Linked DNA regions of Sus scrofa: region 2 is linked to region 1. A link is a contact called in public Hi-C data. All regions are on one chromosome and are shown on one strand. The core of a region is the stretch at or near the end of the contact, and the rest is flanking DNA. Distances in the headings are between cores, read along the strand shown.

The links. A called contact is a pair of places that touch in the nucleus more often than the background predicts.
Region 2: a contact with region 1 is called in a Hi-C map of omental adipose tissue, with 2.0 times the contacts expected there. The contact joins the promoter of CACHD1 here to the enhancer-like site in region 1. A contact is called at or near these places in 12 of 47 Hi-C or Micro-C datasets (brain, embryonic fibroblasts, fetal heart ventricle and 6 more) and 1 of 2 datasets of contacts at active chromatin or transcription factors (skeletal muscle).

What each region holds. Positions count from the first base shown.
Region 1 is chr6:147,786,129-147,790,008 of Sscrofa11.1, forward strand. It overlaps CACHD1 (VWFA and cache domain-containing protein 1), which reads right to left. Exons shown (of 28, transcript XM_021096540.1): 23 at 3,377-3,528; 24 at 1,440-1,601; 25 at 158-235. Among named protein-coding and RNA genes, the nearest start is that of RAVER2, 66 kb to the left of the region's middle. Within about 2 kb of position 1,278, at least 2 of the 83 cell types and tissues checked have an H3K27ac peak or open chromatin away from gene starts, as enhancers often do. A contact at or near this core is called in omental adipose tissue, where this site is marked.
Region 2 is chr6:148,009,278-148,013,608 of Sscrofa11.1, forward strand. It overlaps CACHD1 (VWFA and cache domain-containing protein 1), which reads right to left and starts at 1,639. Exons shown (of 28, transcript XM_021096540.1): 1 at 780-1,639. The coding sequence starts at 1,019.

The DNA.
Region 1 (3,880 bases), core at 28-2,527:
TTGCTGTGGCTGTGATGTTGGCTGGCAGCTGTAGATTGGACCCCTAGCCTGGGAACGTCCACATGCTGAAGGCGTGGCCCTAAAAAGCAAAAAAAAAGGCTCTCTGTTACAGATTAGCCTCCTCTGACACGGTCGCAGAGCCCGGCCGGATACTCACTGATGCCTCTGTCCTCGTGGCTGTCGTCATCTCTTTCGTCTCTGTCGTTCTCCAGGTTGGACATACGCACTGACATTTCTGCCCGTCGTTAAAAAGAGAGAAACACGATTATGTCATCGAAAAACGTCACCCACATCAAGACCCTGCAGAGGGCTCGTGTGATGGCTGGGCGACAGCGTTCCAACGGGAATGAACTGACGCCCCATCTAATTTGTTTTAAGGAGGAATCTATTTGTTTTAAGCAAGAATCACAAGAGGGAGAACAAGAGGCGAAGCATCAGGAGGGGCACCTGAGATCGATTTCTGAAGCCAGAAAGAGAAGAGAAGTGGATTGAGGCTAAGAGATCTTTAATCCTCTCCTCATGTGCTGGAAAGGGAAGGAAGGGGTCTAAGACCTCGGCTGATGACGCTGATGTTAACAGCATCCTTGAAAAGCCGAGCCGAGGGAATCCTGGATGAAGACAGGGAGCCTGGCTCTAACCGGATCTTACCAAGAGCTTGCTACCAAGTCAGACCATGTGATCCCAGGATCCCCGGTCAGGCTGTGACCACAGTGAAATAGTCCAGCATCAACTTATCATGACGGCTGCCAGGCTTCTGACCAATTTCAGAAAAATCATGCATGAGTCTTATCTCCACAGAGGTCAGGGGAACACATCCCTCGGGCTTTAGGGAGGATACAGATGGTCATTACATGGTTTTGTCTTGCCAGGGAGCAGAGATACCCCATTTAACTCTTGGTATGGAAGCCACGGTTGCCAATGAATCATTCTGTATCTGACTTCCAGTACGTATCCCCTCCTAAGAAGTTCCTTTGAATGGTTTCCATTCACACGCTACAATAACAGCTGTAAATAGAAGAGATTCACCTTCTTGCCAATAGCGATCTGAGGTATCTTTGGTCTGTCTTTCTGGAACAGCAAAAGCAGCCTCTTTGAGCCGAGTGAGGAATGCTACTTCCCACTCGCACCCCAGCCCCCCGACTGGCTTCTTCCGGAGGCCGGCCGTGGTGGGCGAAAGCTGTGTAAGGACAAGAGGATCTGGGGATTTTCTGAGGCATCAGATGGGGCTTGTGGGGTTTAGGCCCTAAAGACTGAGCTGGGAGTGAAAGAGAGAAGCAGGCTTTGGAGACTTCAGAATCGACTCCACGGGAGCAAAAGACACAGAGCTGTTCTTACAGGAGCGTAAAGGCTTCCAATGGGTCCCCATCCTTCCGGCCTGGCAGCCTCCCCAGGAAGCCTGCTGCCTCCTTCAGAAGCTTTGGGAGTCACCTCGAGCTCACCTTGGGCAGCGAGAGGAGACATGTGCTGGTGGCTGCGCCGATGGATCTGATGGCGGTAGGCGTACACGGCGAGGACCAGGACCATGACGCAGCCCATGATGCCTCCGGCCACGGGGCCCACTGGGGCGCTTTTAATCATGTTCAACGTGACAACCTCATCACCTTCATTAAAACAAACAGAGGCCCTTCGTAAAGCTTTCCCGCGGGAGGGGGATGCTGGGGATGGGGGTGAGACAGCGGGAAGGGATTTAGTGAAGACGTAGAATCAGCTGCCTTAAGCTTTGCATTCCTTTAAGGCCACCCATCAGGACACGGGCATAGTGGCTGCCTTTCATTCCTGGTGCTTAAATTCGATGGTGGCTACTTGGCAGAACAAGGACACCATCGGCAAGGCCTGGGAAAATAAGCGGGTGGGGAGTTCCCATTGTGGCTCAGTGGGTTAAGAACCTGATTAGTATCCAAGAGGATGTGGGTTTGATCCCTGGCCTCGCTCAGTGGGTTAAGGATCTGGTGTGGCTACGAGCTGTGGCATAGGTCGCAGAGGTGGTTCGGATCTGGTGTTGCTGTGGCTGTGGCATAGGCTGGCAGCTGCAGCTCTGATTAGACCCCTGGCCTGGGAACTCCCATGTGCCACAGGTGTAGCCCTAAAAAAAGCCCCAAAAAAGCAGGAGACTGGAGTATACTTATACATGTAGTGCCCAGCTGAGGGGCTCAGCTCTGGGGTGTGGGCTACTCTTAGTACCCAGGTGAGGGCGGGCAGTGTGGGTCTCTCAGCATGTATTTACCTGATACCATTTACTTCAGTGGGTCAGGCATATGACCTCCCCAGAAGGATCACATTTCAAAGCTCACAGGTTCCTTTTAAAACACCATTTGAGCTTTTCAGTGGAAACCTGCACGTGGGCATATAAAGTGACTTCTGGGAGTTCCCGCTGTGGCTCAGTGGTTCACAAACCCGACTAGTATCCATGAGGATGTGGGTGCAATCCCTGGCTTTGCTCAGCGGGTTGAGGATCTGGTGTTGCCATGAGCTGTGGTCGCAGATGAGGCTCGGATGCCAGCTTGCTGTGGCTGTGGTGTAGGCCGGCAGCTGCAGCTCTGATTTGACTCCCAGCCTGGGAACCTCCATATGCCACAGGTGCGGCCCTAAAAGACCATTAAAAAAAAAAGGTGACTTCTTAGAGCATGGTCCCTTCATCCAGGTCCTAACCTGGTCCCACCGTTGTATGTGACCTCAGACCCCTTCCCGCCTTCTTCTACTGTTGGGATACTGCGGGGAGATGTTAGAATGAAGCGTGAGCCAAAGGTTTAGATATCTATTCACCTGCCAACTAAGCCTGAGGAGCTTGTGTTCAGTCCCGAAGGAGAATCTCAGGGGAGGCACACAGCAGTATTTTTGAGGTCTTGGGGCCTGATCCCAGCATCAATCCTCCTAAGAGTATCATAGTCCCCACCCCGCCTCCGCCTCAAGCCATCCTGGGCATTGGATAGCACTGGCTTCTGTTATCCCCAAGGCCTGAAATACTGACTTGGAACCATAGGGCTTCTGCCTTCAGAAGCGGTGCAGCTGCAGAACAGAGGGGCTGTGGTCACTCCACCACTGGCCCCGCGCTTTGGACAGCTGGGATTCGCGTTCATACCAACTCTGCAGTTCAGCCATGCAGAAATCAGACCTGCTACTTCTCAGAACAAGCTCTGTGGAAACGAATTTCCAGGCTTGCACAATTCGGCAGGAAAGATGGCCCTTCACTCTGCTGCACAGAATTATCTAGCCAGCTTTGAAAGTCATTATTTGCCTCGGTTTTGCGACTAAAACCTACTGGCAAAGGAATCAGGGAAGTAGGATGGAGAATCATTTTAAGATTTTCGTCTTAGGAGAGGGGCAAGAAAATATGCATTCGAGTATCAAAATATTTTGGGTTCCCCCTCAAACATACCTATTGCCCCCATGTCATCGACATAGGGACTTTTGGCTCCAACAATCCCCCCGAAGCATTCTTTCTGGGGCGCACAGTAGGATTTGTCCAGGTGGGTCTTGCCATCGCTGTCCACCATGCACCATTCACAATCCAGCACGCCAAAGCAGTCCCTGCCAGAAAGACGATGCTGAATGTTGCAGAAGGCGCTGTCAGGAGGGGGAGAGCACACGGCCTTGGGCTCAGGCGGCTCTCGGGAGGGCCATGACTCACTGCAGGATGCTGCGGCTCCTTGAGCTTTCAGTTCCTTTCCTTATAAAAGGAGGAGGGCAGCAGTCTGCCCGAGGAAGCCCTGTTTTATGTCCCTCAACAACTTGGGGATGAGAGAAGTAGAACTGCTCTCTGTGAATGAAACCATGAAATCCACACATCATGCATGGATGAGGGCGGAAGGACTCAAAATGATCTTCAAAGACCATGTGGCCCCAAGGCTTGTTAGATGTTGGCCCAGCATCCCCCAGGTCT
Region 2 (4,331 bases), core at 389-2,888, 220 kb after region 1:
TTAGAGAAAGGCGACTCTTAGCCACGATGCTCCCTTCTTCCTCCCCGCCAAAAGGCATACACACAACAAAAAAAGAGAGCGGACAGCCCGCAACCGACAGCAGCAACAGCGGAAAGCACCAAAGAAGTCCCCCACGCGGGACGAGTCTGCAAATCTACCCGGAGTCTGCCAAGCCAGCCCCTCCCCCAGGGCACCCGGGCCGGGAAAGGGAGCCCAGAGTCCACGCCCCCGGCCGCTCCGCCGGGACCCAGGTGGCCCTGGAGCAGCTGCGCACGCGGCGGTGCCTTCCCTCTCGGAGCCCATCGGTGGGCCTCGGTCGGGGGACCCGAGGAGGTAGTCAAGGGGAAAGAAGGTCGTCTGAGCCAGGCGGGGCCGTCTGCCCAGGGATGGGAACACAAAGAGGGAAGGGGAGTTTGCAGGGGTGGCGGGGTAACACAAGACGGCGGGGTAATTCGTGCAAATTAGCAAGGGAGGTGTGAGGGAACCCGAGAATCCTGTCGAGATCATGGAGCTGTGCCGGGGGGGGGGGAGTGGGTGCGGTGCAAAGGGCAGGGGCTTCTGGAGAGGAGAAAAAGAAGGGGGCCCAAGTGCCTGTAAGAGAAGTTGATGTGTAGTCAGGGGTCCGTGGAGAGGGCAGAGGTGTACGGGAAAAGGGGGCTCTGGGCATGCCAGCGACGTTGGTGAGCACACAAGGGGACCAGGACTGGGGGTGGGACCGGGTTCTGCGCGGGGACAGACAGGATACCTGGCAAGTTCGTGGGCGCGAAGGGGGCCCTTACCTGCATGGTGACAACCCCCAGCTCCTCCGCCGCCAGCCTCCGCATCTGGCTCGCCAGCACTTGCGCCTCGTCCAGGATGGAGAAGTCGGCGTCGGCCCCGGCGCCCAGCAGCCAGCCTGCCGCCAAGCAGAGCAGCCAGAGGGGCGGCCGCCGCGCCCCAATCCGGCGGAGCGAGCCCCGACCCCCGCGGGCCAGGGCAGCGGCCCCCGCCGCCTCCTCTTCCTCCGGCTCACGGGCCATGCCGCCTCCCCCACTCCCCGCCGACGGGCTCCAGGCACCGGGAAGCGGGGAGGGAGCCCCGGGAGGTGCGCCCAGGGCCCGCTCGGCGCACCCCGTAAAACTTTCTCGCCCTTCTGCAGTCGCCTCCCCGCGCCGCGGCGGCTCCCAAACTTAGGGGGCGCCCGGCTACGGCGCGGGAGCGCGGGCGGCCACCATCGCCGGGCTCCCGCGGCCGCGGCCGGAGAGGAAGCGGCCGCCCCAGTCGTCCCCGGGACCCCGGCGCCGGCGCGGCCCCCGCGGGGTGGCGGGAGACGGGCAGAGCCGCGGCGTCTGCACCCGGTGCGCGGCCGCGGGGCTGACAAGGCGAAGCCGCCGAGCTTTCGCTTCCCGCGGGTTCCGGCCGAGCGAGGCGGCGGCGAGGGCGGGCGGCTGCACCCGCGGAGGAGGAGCGGCGATCGCGCTGCGAGGCAGGGGCAGCCACCCGAGCGAGGAGGGAGAGGGGAGGTTTAAAAAAAAAAAAAAAAGAAAGAAAGAAAAAAAAAAAAAAAAAAACCACTGAAGAAAGCCAGCGGCTGGGAAAGGGAGGTGTCTGGTGCCACCACGCTGCGCTCCGGCTCCGTGCACTTCCCGGCGCGGCCGCCGCCGCGGCTGCGGTGATTTATGGAAGCAGGGAGAGAGGCGGGGACATTCCCCGGTCGCCCCTCCTCTCTCTCCCCGCTCCCGCCTTAGAACCGGCCCCTCGAGACACCGCGGGCCCTAGGGCAGGCTCTCGGCTTGGGTACCAGCCCAGCCCGGGTCGGGGGTCACTGGGGCCTTCTGGTCGCCCGGGACTGCCACCCACCCCGGCTCTCACCGCCTCCCTCCGCCTCCGCCCTCACGCGAGGGACTCTGGGGTCCCACCCGCTCAAGATCCCACCCATCGAAAGTCCCTTTAAGTTCTAGGACGCTGGCTTTCTGCCTGGCAGAGATTGGGAAAGGAGGAGACTGGCGTTTTTGTGCGTTCCCTGCTTTTCTTCGATGTTATTAATAACAATAGCTAGCAATCGTTGGATCAGCAGATTTTTTTTTTCTTTTTTTCTTTTTTTTAACCAACTACTGTGTGCCCCGCTCAGTGCTCTGGGGTTTGTATACATTATCCTTAATCCCCACCACATCCCTGTGAGGTACGTATCTTTATCCCAAAATTTTAGGTAACAAAGACCGAGGCTTAGAGAGGTGGAATAAATTGCCGAAGGTCACCCAGGGGATAAGAAGCAAATCCAGAATTTAAGCAGATCCGAGGCTCTTGCTCTTAAATAGGACAGAGTTCTTTCAGGTTCTCTTTGGAAATGAACCACTGGATCCCATCAACAGCAAAAAACAAACAAACAAACCCCCACAAAACTATTGAGGTGGAATTTGCCCCACAATCTCTCCTCTGAAACACGGGAAGGCAGAATACTTGGCACCTTCTCACTCCTGGCCCAGGCTCTCAGAGAAATCACCTGTTGGAAGCACCTAGAACAAGGGGATGGGGTGGGAGATGGGGGTGGTAAAACCGATATCCTTCCAAGCTTCATTAGGTTCCTGCTGGTGGGTTCCTAGAGGACACAGCCACCTCCAGGAAGATGAAGGCTACCTCCAGAGCCATAGCAGGATTCAAACCTGGATTTGGTGTTCTCTTCACTTTACAGCAAAACCTTCTGCTGTACTGTTCTGACTACACTGTATTAAAAACTCACCTTCTGTAAGCTTTCCCTGGTCCCTTTTGTCTAGTGATTGTTTCTTAGTTCTGAATTCCCTAGTCTGTGTGGTCTCTGCTGTACGATGCGTTTTCATTTTGTTACACTCTCCATTCCAGGCCCCTTTGAGAGATGCACAGGGGACTCTTGGAACACCATCATTTATTATCTGCAGTGCTCATGTTACATAACACATCCTGGAACAAAGGCAAGCTTATTGAGGGCAAGGACCAGTCCACCTTTCCATCACCCACCCTTCACTCGGTACCAAGCACAAAGTAGATTCTGTAAAAAATGATTCTTGAATTCATGATGGGATCAAAAGAAATCTATCTGTTGTCTTCTATCCCAGAGTTGAACCGACATTTGGTAGCAAGATGATCCTATAACTTCTATTTTTTATTGTTAGACCGTTGCCCATGATAATTAATTAGTGATAGGAAACATGCTAGTCTATGTGGTAAGCGGAAGAGAAAAACAAAAAACAAAAGTGATAAATGGCAGCTAACATTATTGATCTTTGGCTCTTCAAGTTTACTATAATGAAAATTGTCACACATCTCAAATCCATCCTTCTGAAATGATTTCAAAATGGTTTCTCCATCTTCACCCATACGCTTTGTACAGTTACTTCCTGGAGTCCTACTTCTTGGGATTCTAATTCTATGTCTTCTTTTTTTACTTTTTTTTTTTTTTTTTGAGAATGCTCATGCCTTCAATTATCACCACAACATCAGAATGTTGCAAACTTCTAAACAAAATTTATCTACCGTTTCAGAGGGATTTCCCAAATTCCAGCTGCTTGCTGACTTCTCTACTAGATACACTTGAATTCAAACTCATTTTAGATTTCTCCTGCTTTCCACCTAAATCGATACCCCACCGCAAATCCGGGTGGATGTCACCCCTCTCCAAGCTAGATACCTCCCTTCCTACATCCACTCCCTGTATATCTCACTTATCCATCCCCTGCTCTCCATCTGTATCCCATTGGCTGACTGCAGCTCCTTATCACGGCCAACCTGTGTTATGGCTACAGGCTCTGGTCTCCACGCAGTCCACCACACCCCCATCCTTCTGTGCTCCATGCTGAAACCAAAATCACCTTTCTAGGTGTTCCCTGGTGGCTCAGTAGGTTACAGATCAGACGTCACTGCAGTAACTTGGGTCACTGCTATGGCAGGGGTCAATCCCTGGGCCAGGAACTTCTGCATACCATGGACACAGCCAAAGTAATAACAAACAAAAACAAAGTCACATTTCTTTCTTTTTTTTTTTTTTCTTCTTCTAATTTTTATTTTATTTTTTTAACTGTGCCTGTGGCATGTGGAAGTTCCTGGGCCAGGAATGGAACCTGAGCCAGAGCAGTGACATTGCCAAATCCTTAATTACTAGGCCCCTGAAGAACTCCATAATCACATTTCTAAAAGTTAAATCTGAATGGATCTCTCACTAACCTAAACATTTCCAATGCTCCACCAGAGAGAAACACAGTGAACAAGTCTCTGTGCTCTGGCTTATCTGCCTTTCTGGCCTTATTGAAGCCACTATGCCCCCAAATCCTCAACACCCTCAGAAAACACCTTTGCTGGTGGTGCTGAAAGCCCTTCCC